4 separate regions of the Mus musculus genome follow, and regions 1, 2 and 4 are each linked to region 3. Evidence: chromatin contacts called from public HiChIP or PLAC-seq and promoter capture Hi-C data. All regions are on one chromosome and are shown on one strand. Each heading gives the region's core, a stretch centred on a gene start, on an enhancer-like site or on the middle of the called end of the contact. The rest is flanking DNA. Distances are from core to core; before and after follow the strand shown.

What was found. Promoter capture Hi-C pulls out the DNA fragments that hold promoters and counts their contacts. HiChIP or PLAC-seq counts read pairs in DNA pulled down with a chosen protein or histone mark.
Region 1: a contact with region 3 is called in an H3K27ac HiChIP or PLAC-seq map of embryonic stem cells, with 7 times the contacts expected there. The contact joins the promoter of Gab1 here to the promoter of Otud4 in region 3. A contact is called at or near these places in 4 of 39 promoter capture datasets (hippocampal neurons, liver and second pharyngeal arch cranial neural crest), 3 of 484 Hi-C or Micro-C datasets (all in embryonic stem cells), 3 of 115 datasets of contacts at active chromatin or transcription factors (astrocytes, embryonic stem cells and stem cell-derived neural progenitor cells) and 1 of 9 other capture datasets (adipose tissue).
Region 2: a contact with region 3 is called in a promoter capture Hi-C map of hippocampal neurons, with 2.1 times the contacts expected there. The contact joins the promoter of Rbmxl1 here to the promoter of Otud4 in region 3. A contact is called at or near these places in 4 of 39 promoter capture datasets (the C10 cell line, hippocampal neurons, neutrophils and 1 more), 4 of 484 Hi-C or Micro-C datasets (B cells, CD4 T cells, embryonic stem cells and 1 more) and 2 of 9 other capture datasets (adipose tissue and liver).
Region 4: a promoter capture Hi-C map of pre-B cells shows a contact between it and region 3. The contact joins the enhancer-like site here to the promoter of Otud4 in region 3. A contact is called at or near these places in 7 of 39 promoter capture datasets (the C10 cell line, embryonic stem cells, hippocampal neurons and 3 more) and 2 of 9 other capture datasets (adipose tissue and embryonic stem cells).

The regions. Positions count from the first base shown.
Region 1 is chr8:80,878,606-80,882,535 of GRCm38.p6, forward strand. It overlaps Gab1 (growth factor receptor bound protein 2-associated protein 1), which reads right to left and starts at 1,874. Exons shown (of 10, transcript NM_021356.2): 1 at 927-1,874. The coding sequence starts at 998.
Region 2 is chr8:78,507,037-78,511,203 of GRCm38.p6, forward strand. Rbmxl1 (RNA binding motif protein, X-linked like-1) reads right to left here and starts at 1,892. Exons shown (of 2, transcript NM_001252089.1): 1 at 1,763-1,892. It overlaps Slc10a7 (solute carrier family 10 (sodium/bile acid cotransporter family), member 7), which reads left to right and starts at 2,292. Exons shown (of 12, transcript NM_029736.2): 1 at 2,292-2,638. The coding sequence starts at 2,539.
Region 3 is chr8:79,638,259-79,642,197 of GRCm38.p6, forward strand. Otud4 (OTU domain containing 4) reads left to right here and starts at 1,418. Exons shown (of 21, transcript NM_001256033.1): 1 at 1,418-1,806. The coding sequence starts at 1,648. It overlaps Gm51579, which reads right to left and starts at 1,647. Exons shown (of 1, transcript XM_030243905.1): 1 at 1-1,647. The coding sequence starts at 1,604. The coding sequence ends at 1,095.
Region 4 is chr8:80,981,195-80,985,342 of GRCm38.p6, forward strand. Usp38 (ubiquitin specific peptidase 38) reads right to left here. Exons shown (of 10, transcript NM_027554.2): 9 at 3,244-4,148; 10 at 1-786. The coding sequence ends at 625. Among named protein-coding and RNA genes, the nearest start is that of Usp38, 32 kb to the right of the region's middle. Within about 2 kb of position 1,772, at least 39 of the 459 cell types and tissues checked have an H3K27ac peak or open chromatin away from gene starts, as enhancers often do. A contact at or near this core is called in adipose tissue, liver and pre-B cells, where this site is marked.

The DNA of each region.
Region 1 (3,930 bases), core at 624-3,123, 1.2 Mb after region 3:
CAGGGTACATCGCAAAATTAGCCAATCTGAAGGAAGACTTAGGACCCTAGATTCCCGATGAGGATATAGTTCCACTCAAGTATTATAGGCTCCTTCAAGATACAGTTTTCCTAACCGTGAACACAGTCATCTCACAATCAGCATCTTGAATCAATTACGCAAATACCAGTTAAGCCGTTCTGGTGCCCGGGAAAAGAAACGCCAGCATCAAGAAATCCCTGTTGGCTTCAGCTGTCCCCTCCTGCGGGGCTTGACAGCGCTTCTAAGGCGCCCAAACACCAGCCACCAGGCTCCCCCCAGCGCCCTCCTGCCGAATCAAACCGCCAGGGTTCTCAGGCCAAAATCCAGTGTCCTCAAAGCAAAACCATGAAAATGCTAAGCAGACGGCAGGGTTCATAAGAACTTTTTTCCCCTTTCCCTTGAGCGAATATTTTGAGAAGTTTGCCTATATTATCCACTTCTTGCGTCCACAGTTCACTTCCCTCCACCTCCTGGAGGCGCAAAGGAGAGCGGGCGCGGACCCAATCGAGAACCCATGAGTACTTACTACCTCCGCGGTTTCTCGGGGAGGGGAGATTTAACAGCTCCATGAGAATCTGATACAGATAATAAAAGAAGGCTCTTTCTCCCTGTTTCACTCCACCCTTGCTAAATGGAAATAACAACAACCAAAGTATGCAGCCAGTTTTGAGCTGGAAAACTGGGCTTCTCTAACAGGCAACGAGGCCTACAAGGGAGGCAGTCTGCAATATGGAGGGAGAAAGTTTGGCCGCCGAGTGGACGTCAGGGTGGGAGTGGACCGCACCCGGTCCGGAGCCCGCCGGCCGAGAGACGGATCGAGGAAAAGGAGGGCGGGATTCGTGGAAGAGCCAACCGGGCGCGCAGGCTGCTGCAGCGGGGCAGACGGTGACCTGACCTGTACTTACATAACGCTTCAACTTCTTCTCCGGGGGCGACTTGCGGAGCCATCCCGAGCAAACCACTTCGCCGCCGCTCATGGTGCACGCCGTGAGGACTCGAGGACCAGACACCAAAGGGGTCGGTGGACACAGTGGACGCGCTCCGTGCACGGCGGGCACGGCAGTCAAACGCAGCCCAGAGGACGTCTCAGATTCCCCCGACGGGGCGGCCCGGCTCCCCGCGCCCTGTGTCGGCGATCGAACCTCTCCCGCAGATTCGCGGACTGAAGAGGAACTCGATCGGGAACCGCGGGGACCAGGGCTCGCCGACCTTCTTTCAGTGCGCCCTCCTGGCCGCCAGGCGCGCCGTCCCGCCGCCTAGGCAGCGGTCGGGCTCCGCTGGGACTCTGTCCGGACAGGGAGCCCAGAACTGGAAGCCCTGCGCTCCGCCCCTTGGAAACGGGACCTCCCGCGGGTGCTCCCCGCTGCGGACCCCACGCTGCACGCGCACACACAATGCCCGCGCGCGGTGTCCGCTCCGCTCCGCTCCGCCCGTTGGCGCATTCACACTGAGAGGGGCTCGATCTTCTCTTTCCCTCTGCTCGGAAAAGGGCGCCTGGGAAGGCGTGCGGCGTCCGGGTGGCAGCCGGCACAGGGGCAGGTCCTGATCAGCCTAGGGAGTTCGCGGACCAGCAGCGAGGGTCAGGGCGTCGCCGGGCGTCGGGGAGGTCGCGGGTCCGCGGTGGGAGGGTGGGTCTGCGCTCCAGCCTCGGATGAGGGCGGGGATCAGCACAGGGACGAGGCGCAGGGCGGCTCTGCTTCGGGGAGGGACCCCTCTGTCCTGTCCCCTGCGCTCCTCCCCCACCCCGGGGGCGCGCGGCGGGTTCGGGGAGGCGCGGCCTGGGCCCCGGCCCTCCTCCTCCTAGCCTTTCTGCCTCCCCTTCCCACGATCGGTCGCCTCTAGCTTCAGCCCAGACTTTCTCTGAAACTCCTCCGGAGCGCTTCCAGCCAAAACAACAAGGGCTGGGGAGGCGGGGCCGGCGCTGGGAGGGAGCGAGATGGCAGAGGCACCCTGGGATCTGTAGTCAGCAGGCGCGCTGGGGTCCTCGCCGCCCCGCCGCCCCGGGCCCGCGCGCTATGGAAGGCGGCGGTCTCCGGGAACGCAGCGCCACCCCAGTGTGAGAGCGGGAGTGCCGGGCACTCTCGCCAGCTCCGACTGAGTTTGCCATCTTGACAACCCCCAGGGTCAGGAGTTTGTACTCGGCTGTGCCTTCGCGATCCAGAGTTTTCGGAAGGATTTCCCTACTTGACAGTCTGAAAAAATAACCCAGCCAGGAGGAGAACTCACTCAAGCGGGTCCTGGCTGCTCGAGAGACTGAAGGACTGCGTCTCCCGGACCAGGAGCGCGCTAGGACCCTCACTGTGCACCCAGAGACCAAGGGGGTGGGGGACCTCCTGGGTGCCTAGGGCCTGACCCAGGAGCTGTTCTACCGAGTGATGCTACCGCTTAGCCTCCACAAAGCGTTCAGCTGCGTGTATCTCTAAGACAGGATAAAGTCTCACACTGCTTCCACTCATGGGCTGTTTCTTCCAGTTGGCGTTGTGTTTGTTTAAAACCTGCGCTAGGATGTTGGACAGGAAAAGAAATCATTCTGGGTACCCTAATTCTATTTGCCTTTTTGTGTGTTTTACAGTTATTATATCTGGGCTGAGTTTGACACAGTCTTGTAACAGACTCTTCTTTACGGGTGTGTTTGAAACAAAGCCTTGGAACAAATTTTAGAAGGCAATATAATCAGACAAAAATTTTAAAGAGTTGGGCATGGTGATGCATGTCTTTAATTCCAGCGCTTGGGAGGCCGAGGCAGGCAGATTTCTGTGAGTTTAAGGCCAGTTTTGTCCACAAAGTGAGTTCTAAGGCGACCAGGACTACATAAAGAGGCCCTGTCTCAAAAAGGGAGTTTGTGTGAAAATACAAATAGATAAACAAGCATTTCTGAGAAGCATGAGTTTGGGGCTCTCCTAATAAATGTGTGTTCTGAGTCTGAAACCTTGGGGGTCGTAAAGAGGAAAAGGTGCTGGGAGCCCTGCCTGGCAGAACCCCTGTAATCCCAGGCCTGCCAAGGTAGGTAGGGGAGGGGGAGGGAAAGAAAGACTAGAGAGAGACATGGAGGCAGGAGTGAAGAAATTAAAGAAAGAAAAGAAAAGTAGATGCTAAGTTAATAATAAGACAAAAGCCCTTGCATATAAGAAGAGACAGTGCCCTTTGTTTTTGCCATAAAGTGCTTTTGAAATGGAAAAGTGTAATCTATCTTGTATTATTTAACTTTTGGAATTTCAAATAGAGCTTTTTTCCCAAATAAGTTTCACTTATTCCATTTCTATATACAAAAATCTACACCTGCAGTTAGAAACTTACACCTGCAACCCCAGCACTTGGGAAACTGAGGCAGGAGGATTATTGTGAGTTCTAGGTCAGCCTAAGCTTGATAGAGTATAAGAACCAATCTCCAAAAAAGAAGATGAATTTAAAGTGTTGCATTAAGACCTGGCAAATGGCTCTGGGTGAAGAACACTGGCTGCTCTTGCAGAGAATCTGGATTTTACTCTTAAACCTCTATGGTCCCAGAAGGTCAGCTATCCTTTTCCAGTCTCCATAGGTATCAGGCATGCACATGGATCACAGGCATACATGTAAGCAAAACACACATACACACATACACATAAAATGAATAATTTTTAAAAGTATTGCCTAAGATTTATGCTTGAGCCCATGAGATATGCCTCCACATATTGCACAAGCAGCAAAAGGAGACTGAGTGACACACCAGGCATAGCTTGAACATAGGAAATTTCAAAGCCCTCCCGCTCCAAACACGCACATACTTCCTCCAACAAGGCCACGCCTCCTAATAGTGCCACTCCTTATGGACTAAGCATTCAAACACATGAGTCTATGGGGACTATACATATTCAAACCACCACACATTATTATATAAAAAATTATATATTATATTTAAATTATACCACT
Region 2 (4,167 bases), core at 642-3,141, 1.1 Mb before region 3:
CCTAGCTTCCAGTGGTTGTCAGTAATTCTTAGACTACTTTGGCTTATAGATATCTCAATCTAGTTCCTCTCTCCACCCTACGTGGTGCTTACACTCCACCTGCACACCTTTGTATGACATTCAGAAGAACTGCAGCTTTTCATACCTATCAACATCTGATTTCTACAAGTCACCTTCTGAGGTCATGGGAAAACGTGTCTTTTACAGGGGATGGTACTCCAGTTAAGTTGGAGAAAGGATATAGGCTCATAAACTTAATCTAAATGAATATGACCCATTATTCTGGACTATCTGGTTAGGCTTTAAATCCAAGGACAAGTATCTTTTAAAGATACACACAGAAAAAAGGTAATGAATGCTCAAGGATGCAGAGAGCAGCCACTTGAAACATATGGAGGGAGATGTGATGCCTAACCAGGTCGAGACTGGAGCATCAGAACCTAAATCAAGGAAGCCAGGGAATATTAACAGCCACAAGAAGCTGGAAAGAGCCTTTAGAACACATGGCCCTCCAATATCTCCATTTTGGATTTCCTTATTCTGCAACAGTAAAACAACATGTCTATTGTCTGAGTATAGCTAACTCGGGGAGGGGACTATTTGTTATAGCAGCCCTAGCAAACTAATACAGTCCTTGACAATACAATTCACAAAACTACGGTTAAAATATTCTATGAATTAAGATTTTGTTCTAAACAGGTCAAAATCTCTAGAAAGACTCTGTGAGCAGCCTTACTTAAGCAGCACTATCTGTGATGACCTTTTGAGTATTCGATGACTGAGGCAGATTTTTTTTTCCTTTTGAACCAAGCAAAATTACTGAAGAAAATTATGTTATAAATTTTACTTCCTAGAACTCCACTTACCTTGTGACTGTCTTATAATAAGCCTTTATCACATTTCATGTACTTCTTTTGCCTGGTAAATTGTTTAATGTCTCCCTATTAAGTTCTTTTTATCTTGAGATTAGCTTTTCTTCATGCTGCCTGATGCGTAATTACCGAGCAGTGGGGGCTGTGCAACTGAGAACTGATAGCACAACTGCTTAAAGCAGCTTAGTTTTTGGATAGCGAGTCATGTCAGCAAGATAAAGTTAAATAGAGCAAATTGCACGCCGAGTCTCTTTCAAGCTTTGAATGCATTCAGAATGAAAGTCTGGTACAATCCCTTTCGAACGTTACGTTCCATAGTAAACTATTCAAGTAGCTGATACCAGGCTGCTTCAAAATGTCCCACAATACTTTGTTCCTTTCTTTCTTTGGGTGCATAAAGAGGAAGGGTTGATGCTCGGAAGACCATTCGTGAAACTATGTCATAGATTCGCCAAAATGCAATGCAAGAAACCGAGGGTTGGGGGAGGGGGCGGACATCAGACCCTCCACCCTGGATCTGGCCCTCACTGCTTTTGTTCTGAGTTCCTGGCCCCCTCTCAGTTGTCCTGTTGCTTTAGTGGTTCGGGGTCAGGCAAAGGCCCGCACCACGCGGCCTCCGGAATCGCCCGCCCACGCGCGGCACACGGGTGGGGAGGAGCCTGGGTCGCTCTCTCACCGCCCCCCAGGGAAGATTTGCCCCATCCCGGCCGTCCTCCCCACTCCCGAGGCGGGTTTTGGCCGCGGAGGCGGTCGGGCAGAAAGGCCCGGGCAGGCCACCGACCTGGCGGGAAGGCCCAGCCCGCCTTCCCCGCCTTCCCGCCGCCGCCGCTGCGGGAAGGCGGGGGGCCTGCCGTCCCGGACGTCTGCTCGGCCACCGATTTTCAACCTACCCACGGGGCTAACGCTTCCCTAACTAGGAAGCCGCTTTCCCGCGCCGGTCGCCACACGCGTCTGCCGCCGCCGCTCCCGCCGAGAACCAGAGGCCGCGAATGGCTTCCCCTCCCCCCGCGCAACGTCAACGCGACGTCGGTCGTCGCCGTAATGTCTCGAGTATACGCGCATAGACATAGCAGGCATTGGCGCGCGCAGCCGCCGCCACGGCGCAGCCCGGTACCGGCCCAGCGCACGCCGCGGGTCTCTCGGGCTCAGGGCAGAGTGAGAGACGCTCTCTGCAAGGCATGTCTCGGGGCTCGGGCCGCCGTCAATATAGCTTTACTGCAGCGACACCCATGATGAGGCTGGGCGTCTGGGGCGCCTCATCCCTCTCTCCCACTGCGGGCCTCCCCAAGCTTGGCCGTGTATGCACGGCGGCGGGTCCTGTTAGTGCAGCCCGTGACTCGTCTCACTTGCGTGCTCCTGGTGTGCCTCCGTTTTACGTCCCCTGCGCCCTGGTCCTCGGCGGGTGGGCGCGTCTATTCTGAGGTGCGTGGTAGTGATGGCGGCGCTCAGCGAGGCTTTCCTGTCACTGGGTACTACTACTCCCAGCCCGCCTCGGAGCCGCCCGAGCCACCCCTCGGTCTTTAGTTTACGAGTGGCAATTTGACTTGCTCTGCTGCATGTCTGGAGGGATCGAGGAAAGTGTGGAGACGCCCCGGGGATTTAGGGATCGCAGTTTGGAAAGCAAGCCAGCCAAACAAATAAACAAAACCCACCCGCCCTAACAAATATGAGGCTGCTGGAGAGGGCGAGGAAAGAATGGTTCATGGTCGGGATAGTGGTGGCGATCGGCGCCGCTAAGCTCGAGCCGTCGGTCGGAGTGAACGGGGGTAAGTGCCGCACCTCCGCCGGCTGCAGCGCGCCGGCTCCCACTTCTGAACTCGTCGGCGAGTCCCCGGGAGGAGCGGCCGCCCTGGCTGCGGCACAGCCCTCTGTCTCGCAGCGGGAGAGAGGGGGGCTTTTAGCAGGTTCTTCTCACTTGCTAGCCCAGGAGGGAATTAGGAATGGGGCAGGGGAGTGGGAGTGCAGGTTGCCTTTTCTGCGGGCAATCAATGACTTCTGCTCAGTGCCGGAGTGAGGGTACAGAAACTGAAAGTTACTCCTCTCGTTCTTAGTAGCATCCCATCCCAAGGGACTATAGGTTGCCAGGAGTTCTTTATCTATCCTGGAATAGACCTCATTATCCAGTCTATTTCCGACTCCTCCCTTTTGCCGCCCCCCCCCCCCAAAAAAAAGTCTGTTGGAGAGAAAGGGGTTTGGGGGAGATTATTGGCGGGAGCGGCGGATAGGAGAAAAAGGAAAAAAGGATACCCTTGCTCCAAACTTCAATTTTTAGTGTGCCTTAGTTGCTGACTAAAACTCCCAATTGTACTGACACGTTGCACTCTTTCCTTACGGGACACTACTTCCGTGTGCTGCTGGGCTGCCGTTACTACAGCAGCCGTCCAACAGTTGCAGACTGTGTTAGACTATGCACACTGTATGTTTTGGCAGGGAAGTGTGGATGGGTTAAAACCTCCGCTCCAATCTCTGAATAGTAGGAGCTTTGTAATGTGACCTGTGGACACTGGTGGGAACATGGGACGTGTCACTGGCGTTTTATACCCTCTCCCCCACCTTCAGACAACCTTGTTCTGCTTTTCATAGATATTAATTGAGTTTCTTCAGTTCATATGTTTTTGACCTCATGAGTTAGGTTCCAGGTTTATTGGCAGATCGAATATATCAACCATGCAATGGACCCAAATAAGGACAGAAGAACACACAGTCTTTCCCAAGTAGGAGGTGCCCATGTAGATATTTGAAATTTTACCTTGTTATTAAAACCTTACAGAAGTGAATGGATGATCTCTCTGAATAGTGTTTTTTCTTTCCCCAGCCCTAATTTCTCCATTTAGAGTAACTTCTGGAATCGTTTGGATTGAATTATTTAAACAGTGATTTCGATAGGAAAGCTTTCTATATTTAATTTTTTCCCCTTTAAATTTAACATATTTTAAAATTTAAATGCAACATAGAGTATGTATAGTTACCAGTTAGTTTTAGAAACAACCTTTCTGTGAGCCTTTGGGAAACTGTTAAGTTGGGATTTTGAGTTCAGTCAAATGAAGGGGGAATCTCTTGTTCCTGGAGCTGGGAGAAGTGACATGCTCCTGTCTTTGAGGCTACTTACGATGCTCCACTGTACTGGTTACAGTGAGGCTAGATCTCTGCTCAGCATTGAGATGGAGTTCCTGCTGACGTGTGTGGCCTATAGCCCCGCATGTCTGGGTTTGCCAAATGCCTTTTCCCTTGCCTTCCCCAGTGCTGAGTGGACAGGAAGGTTGCTGATGGTGAATCAGTTCCCTAGAGTTTCTTG
Region 3 (3,939 bases), core at 168-2,667:
TGGGGTATATGGAGTATGCCTCTTAAACTAAGTCAAACAAAAAACAAAACCCTGGATTTCTCAAAGTGTTTCCCCTGTACAAGTAAACATTTTAAATTTGGGTCAAGGATTTTTAAAAAAAAAATTATTTAGCTTGCGATATATTTTCTAAAAATAGCACATTTATAGGAATATTTAAATATTAATAGCTTACATTTTAAGTAACGTGTTGCAATCCTACCACCTGGCATGTCTTGGCACCATTCCCAAGAATGCCTACACCTTTAAACCTAAGGTAATTTACCACTTTTCTTTTTCCAACACAACGTCAAGACCGAAGTTCTAATAAATTTAAATGATACGAGATGCTATTGTATGCTAGTAAAATAAAATTCTGACGTCCCAAGAGGTTAAGTTCCGGATTCGCAAACCCAATTGGACTGCTCAGGTCGGATTCCCCGTAGCGTTATCACCGAATTAAAAAAAAAAAAAAAAAAAAAAAAAAGAAGTAATTTCTTCTAACAGGGACAGCTCTTTGTGTGGCAGAGCGCAGCTGCTGTGACAGAATGAGCAGGCATGCCCTTGGCAAAGCCAGATCTTGTCAGAGTGTGAGCTGTCCCAATTTCAATCAACTGTCAACGCTTCATTGAGGGTCAAAATGGCTTAGGCTGGCGGCTCCAAGGGCCTCGGGTGAGGTGCCCGGTTTTCTGCTCTAAGCGTTTAGCCACCCCTAAGAAAACGCTAGGAGGGGAGGCCCTGAGTGGGGTGCGGACAGGTGCGTCCTCTGGAACTACACAAAGGGCCGGCGGCACCGCCACTGAGCCCCTAGCAACTGCACGCAAGCTGCGCTCGCGCGCTTTCCGCCGCCCCACGGCGCTCAGGGCGGGAGGCTCGCCGGGAGGGCGGGGCAGCGCGCGCAGGTCAGCGGCGTAAGCGACAGACACCCTCGGGCCTGCTCGCGGACGCGGCCTGGGAAGCGCGAAGGCAGTTCTAGGTTCGGCACCGCTAGCATTGTAGGGATTTGTAGTCCGCGAGCCCGTGGGGCACCTCCCCTCCGGGTAGGCCGACCCAGGCGTCCCCGCCCTCTGCACGAGGACTTCCTGCCGCGGCTTAAACTACAACTCCCGTCGTCCGCTGCGCCGAGGGCTGAAAGCGAAAACAAATTCTAGGCTGCGAGGTTGCTGCCCTCCGCCCGGCGCCCCTTCCCGCTCCCCGCCCCTCAGGCGCCCTCCGGCGAGGTGGGGAGACGAGCGGCCGTGGCTTTCTCTCCGCGTTTCCTCGGTTCTCGGCGTGGGGTGCGTGCGGGAGACGCAGGCCTCGCTTAATCTCAGCCGGGCGCGCCGCCGGGGCTTTTCTCGCCTCACACCGGTCGAGACCCGGAAACTTGTGGGGGCGGCGACCCCCGGGCTGCCCGCGGGCGCGTGTCCCTCCGCGGAGGCGGCCGCGTGCGGATGGCCATGCACTAGGCTGGGCTCACCTATGCTCCGGGAGAGCGCCGGCCACCGCCTCGGGCCGCTGCCGCCACCGCCTCTTCCTGCCGCCGCTCGCCGTGTCCGCGTCGGAGCCGGAGCCCGAGCCGCAGCCTGCCCCAGGCCCGGGCGTCGAGCAGCCGGCGGCGCGGCCATGTGGGGCTAGTTCGCCCCGCGCACGCTGCAGCGGACCGGCAACATGGAGGCAGCCGTCGGCGCGCCCGACGGCGTGGACCAGGGCGGCGTGGGGCCGCTGGAGGATGAGACGCCCATGGACGCCTATCTGCGCAAACTGGGCTTGTATCGGAAATTGGTCGCCAAGGACGGGTCGTGCTTGTTCCGGGCTGTGGCCGAGCAGGTAAAGGACCCGGGCCGGAGCCGGGCGGGCGCGGGGCTGGGTGCGACATGCCGCCCGCAGCTGCCTGGCCGCCCACGGCGGGGCTGCGCGTGGCTCGCTGTCGTCACAGCGGCCCATTGTAACGCCGGCACGGGACCGAGTGAGGACATCTCGGGCGGCCTGCTCGCAGCCTGACCGCCAGGGACCCAGCGACATGCTGTTTTTGAGTTGTGTTCCGCGTTCACCTGCGCTCAGTTTTTAGCAGCCGAGTGTTCCCACTAGTTAACCTCATGTTTACTGGAGGAGGTGCGGCACTCAGTGTGACTGCTTCACATTTTTTTTTTCCTGTTGCTGGACTTTGGAATGCGGGGTAGTCGGTCTCACCGGTGTCACTCGAAACAGGCGGCCAACTTTGCTGTTTAAGGAAAGCAGTCTTCCTGTATAGGGTCTTCCCAGTGACTTAATCTTGAGTAGGTCCCATACTATACTATGTTGGAATCAGGCAAGAATTTACTCTTCTAAAGGCCTTTAAGTAATAGGATGGATTTTCAGTATAGGCACATGTCGGGTTTTTTTTTTTGTTTCCGTTTTTTGTTTTGTTTTCCTTATTGGTCAAAAATTATTCCCAGTACAGATCGAACATTTTACCAAAGAGAAGTGAGTTAGAACTCAGGAGTGGGACGAGTTCCAGGGAAGAATACTCAAGGCTTTTCTTTTTTGAGAGCGAGCCCTTTTCCCCATGTTATGTAATCAGATGTAGGTGTGGGGTCACCAAAACCCATCCTATATTTGAAGACTAGCTGCTAAAGTAGTTGGATTAAAAAAGTTTCACATTACTGCTCCAGTTTGTATTTCATACCATTTACAGTTTGCTTTCCTTTGGCTTAATCTGGAGTTTTTATGGTTTTGTCCCCTCCCGCCCGCCCCCTTTTGTGAGCTAACTAGCTTTTAAGATTTCTGTTTTAGAATCACCAGGCTATGTATTTTTCAGAGTATGTAAATATGGAACACTTTGCACTTATGACAGGTATGTCCATTGAAACATTCTTTGATGCTTCCCAAACCATCCTACCATTTGATATCTCTTATTTTCAGAAATGTAGGAAGCTCCAGTGTGGGTGCTGTTTCCAGCCCAGTCTTTACTGTTACATAGGTAAACAGTCTGCTCCATTTGTGAGTTTTCCAGATGAAGAAGATTGTCTCCTTGTCTCAGCCTTCTTGGCCTCTAGCACCTCTAGAAGCTGAAGAGGGGAAGTGAAGTCATCCCATGGTGTCGGTTTATATTATAGTGCATTAGCAAGTTTGTGGAGGATGGAGGTAGAGGTTAGTGTTTGGAGTTGAGTTATCCAGGCCTATTTAAAGTGAGACAGAAAGGTGTGTTTCTGCCCATGAGACATGCCACAGATCCTTGGGGATAGAAGAGCAGCTTGGGGGACTCAGTGTCTGCACAGTGGGCAAGAGCTAGTTGCACTAAACTCATTGATGGGGGTAAACTCCGTTTCAGCCTTGGGATCTGGGTTAGTCTTAAAGGACCTAACCTTTACAAATTTGGGGACGCTTTATTTTGAATATATTGAGCCTACATCTAGGGGAAGCAACATAAGTATTCCAGTAGATCCAGACTGAGTGAGGAAGTAATGGTGAGGAAGAATGTGTTAGCCTCCGCTGCCTTTAAAAGTCTGTAGGAAGGATTTGTTTTAGTGGAATTTCTTTTCTGGTAAATAGTTCAATAAATATTTTTAAGAGTCAGGAAGCTAAATAGTCCTAAGAGAAGAGGATTCGAGCGCGCTTGAGATTAGCCTTTTCCCCTTCAGATTACCTGATTTAGAGATGCTTTTTCCTTTTTTTTTTTCTTTTTTCTTTTCACTTGTGGATTTGGGCCTGCAGGAAGCCTGACCTGAATCAGCTCCTAGCCTTGTAGCTAAAAATAGGGCACTCTTAGAGGACTTGCTAAAACAGTGTCTCAGCCTTTCCCTGTGTTTATCACTACCTTGTTTTAAAGCTTCTACCTTTAGCCTATTTTCATGGAGCAACATAGCAGACCACTTGAATTTTGAGTGTCCAGGGATTGAGAAGTAATTTACTATTTGAAGAGTTGTCATTTCAGTCTTGCTTTTTTTGCATTGTTTGACTTACTAAATTATCAATATTCTA
Region 4 (4,148 bases), core at 522-3,021, 1.3 Mb after region 3:
TTCAGTTAAAACCCCTGCCCTCTGGCGTCATGCACCTTGTGTGAATTCACTTGCCACGTGTGTAAATGACACTTGTTCCTGAATCTGGAGTGCAACGCCGAGGACAGCGGAGACAGCAGCCCAGAGACTGGCAGCTGGGGTGGAAGGTGCTATCGCCTCCAGAGACTCACCATCTCTACTATTTTCAAAGACTTGAATTTAATATTGGGGTAATTATACCAGAAATAAGAATTTCATTTTTCTTAAGATATATCTAGCATCAATTTTTGTACAAAGAATGATAAGTGAATTATTTTGTTCAGTACAACTGAAAATACACCATTTAAATCCTTCTACCAAATTTAATGCAGCTTAATTAGGGAGCAGGTATGCCTTTTCCTCTAAATACTTGTGGCCAAACATGTCTAACTGTAACTGCAAATGAGTTTAAGAGGTAGATTTTTTTTTTCCATGATGAATTTTTGTCAAGAAAATAAAAACAACCACTGAGTATATTTTCTTAAAGTATTCGGGTCTAATGAAAAGAAAAATAAAAGATAGATATGCTATAGGTTACAGCCTGACATTTTAACAGCCACAGTATTGGATGTTTTGTGACCAGATACATTTTCAGTTCTCTCAGGGTCAAAATACGAGTCTGCCAACTGTATTGAAGCCTCCTCCACCGCCCCCACCAGTTGGCCCACAGCTTCCTGGTGGGTCATTGTCATCAAATCCATTGGGTCGGAACGAACAGGAAGCAGATGCAGCTTGCAGGGCCCGGGCTCGAGCATTCAATTCTTGTTCCTAAAATTCAAAGTAATGTTTATAAAATTAATTTGCTAAGTAGAATGGATGAGTATGGCGCGCACACACACCTTCTCAAACTGTGTTAGTCTCTACCAAGCAAGCATACTTCATTTCAAAACTCTGACACCAAGACATGCACATGTCTTTAATCCCAGTACTCAGGAGGAAGAGACAGGTGATCTTTGAGGACAGCCTCATCAACAGAGATTTCTAGGACATCTGGGGCTACACAGAGAAACCCTGTTTGAAAAAAACTAAACAAAATAAAATAAAATAAAATAAAATAAAAACTGACATCTATCTTTGCTATCTCCCACTAAAGTACATAGTTACCTTTGGAGGCAGAGAGGACAAATTCCTCACGTAACTGTAGTAACAAATAAATACTTTACAACAGAGGAGGGTCAACTCCTGTGAAACATCTAGTACAAAAGGAATGGAATTCTTCAACCCATTTTATTAGTGTGTGAGTATGACAGGTTGGAAATGATGCCTGAAGTTCCCCTCTACTGCTTCCTGAGGTTAGAGAGTCAGGCAGATTTGGAGGAACAGCAGTAAGTAAGTGAGGCCTATCTCTGTACAGAACTCTCCCCACTAGTTTATTTGAAAGTTTCCCAGGAAATCAATGATGTTTGCCTATGTGTCAAGTACATGTCAGATGCTTAATAAAGACTAATGCTCTTATTTTAGAACATCATTAGTTACTGGGAAGCTGAGATGGCCTAATGATGAGTTCCACATTTGGAGCCCACATGGTAGAAGAACTGACTCCCACAAACTTCTCTTTCTTCTACATGTGAACAACATGTATGCACACACATACTCATTCAAAAAAATGTATAATTAAAATCATTATTCAGTTTTACAAAGCGCATCTGTGAATAAATAACGGCAGAATCACAAGGTAGGGTGCAAAACTGGCCCTAAATCAACAATGAGAAGAATGGCTGCTCATGGTCAAATGCCACATGGCTCGAAGAGATGGGTAAGCCAGAGCAATCTGTGGACTTGGACTGTATCCAAGGAGGAGTAGCTGTGGTTATATAATGTGCCTGCCAGCTCAATTGTGGAAACCAGCCAGCTTCTCATCTGATAAACATTGTAACATTGATAATCTGTTTTCTTCAGAAGGAAGGGCATACCGGGCCTTGTAGTATACTACATTTTTTTTATACATCTTCCTATTTTGTCTTAGTGCTCTGTTCTTCTCACAACCTCCAACCTTCAAATACTGTGATCTGTAAGGCTGAGTGACACAGGCAAGGAAGAGATGACCCGATACATTCTATTTCTTTTACCTGGATATTAAGCCATCTGCATAAGTGTTAATGGTAAGTCAGTCTAGTTCTAATATTCTAATTATTTTGCTAAGTTAATTTTTGTAACACTAGAACACTGCCATACCCCTTTTAAAATGTATCATGTATCATCCTTTAGATAGTTTGTAATTCAGTACATTTGAAAGCCTTTGAATAGCCCTGTAATTTCATTTATAAGTTACTGTGGTTCCTTTTCTGTTTTGTGGACAAGGTCTCCTTAGGTGTCACATGCCAGCCTCCAACTGGCAATCAATCTTCCTGCCTCCAGTCCCTTCCTGTTTGACTTGCTGGCATGCCCCATCACACCTAGCTTCTGGTGGCTCTTTTTGTTGATAGAAAGTTGAGAAATTTCTCTCTCTCTCTCTCATACATATACACAAAACCAAACAAATTTGAGGACCAATTAACATCAAAGGAAGTAGTTTCTTGAAAAGGACATACTCTTGACAAAGCCCTCTCATGAAACTTTTGCTCCATAGCTTTTCCTCAGTAAATGTTCTTTATTCCTTGGCTCTGTGGTAAATCTTTGAAGAACACAAACATCCTTCACATTTTCATTAAATTCTTTATCTGATTCATCTGAATGTTAATACATTTTCCTTAAAATATGGACAAAAAGAGCCTGCAGGAGTTAAAGTTCAGCCTGTTTGCTGTGCAGGCCTAAGGGTCTGTGTTCAATAGAACCCATGGAGGTGGATGGAAAGAACTGACTGTACAGTTGCCTCTGACCTCCATGGCTGTACCACACCCCACAATAAAAACGGAAAAAAACTCCAAACAAACAAAAAACAAAAAACCCCTCTTTTGCGGGTAGGAGGAACTGAGGGGCAGGAGGAAACAGAACATTGCATCAAGTTTCTGTTTCTATATGGCATGATTTGATAATACTTTGTAACTAACATGACATCATTTGCAGTTATAAACAACTGAGGCACAGCTTTGCAATTAAAAATAAAGTCTTATATATTGCAGATAACCGGCAATATTTCATACTATATGTATGACGAGTGGAAATACATACATCCAATCTTAGGCTTCAGTATCCTTGGAAAATGTGTCAACTTTAAAGTTAGACCATTGGATTAAGTCTGTTACTCAGTACTGTTCAGAAATGCTATCTATGCTTGCAACTCACCTGCAAATACAGCTTGTTGTCCTTTGTTATGGCATCCATCAGCTCTTTCTGTAGGGGTGGATCTCCATTGGCCCAGACACCACTGGCTGGATTGTCACTGTCTATGCCATTAGCTCTGCTTTGTTTTTTGTACAAAAGCACATAAGCTGTGTCTTTTGGAAACCTACTTGTGATTTTCTGAACTGACTGAAATGAAGTAAATGTCACCCTGCTGTCATTAAATAAAAACCACTCTTGTGACATTTCCTTATTTTCCAAGTCCTGTTCAATGACTGTATTGGGGCTTTCTACCCCTAGTAAACAACTCTGGGAGGGTGCTAATGCCAGACTTTCAGACTGGGGGCACATCTGGTATGAAGACTCTGTACCTGTGATGTTTCTGGCATAAGAGTAGTAATGGCCACTCTCAGAGGACACACCAGAGTGCACAACAACAGAACTTAATAGGTAGGGCACTAATTTGGGGCAGAAAGCTTCTTCAGTCCCAGAAGGTTTTAATTTTTTAGGTAGGTTCTCATTAATATCAGTGAAGTCAACATCTACAGACCAACTCTGGGACAAGGAAGAGAAGGAAGCAGTTCTTTTAACTGGCAACTCCAAAACCAGAGGCAGTGACACATTGTCTAAAATTTTTCTTCTCACATGGTACTTCTGATCGTAGGAGAATCTCAGGAGCGTAAGGATAAGATACTCAGGCTCCTCCGTGATTTGCATAGTTTTCTCTGCGTTCTGTAGAGAGGCACAGCTTTCACAGTAGTATTGGTTCTCCCCAGTAAGAACCTCTGGAGCCAGAAAGTAGTTTAGTAAGTCAGTCACTGAAGTTGTGCTTTCACCTCCTGGGTTCTGAGGTACATCTTTACTGATGAGAATCTTTGCAGATTCTTCAGGGACAGAAGAGCTTTCAG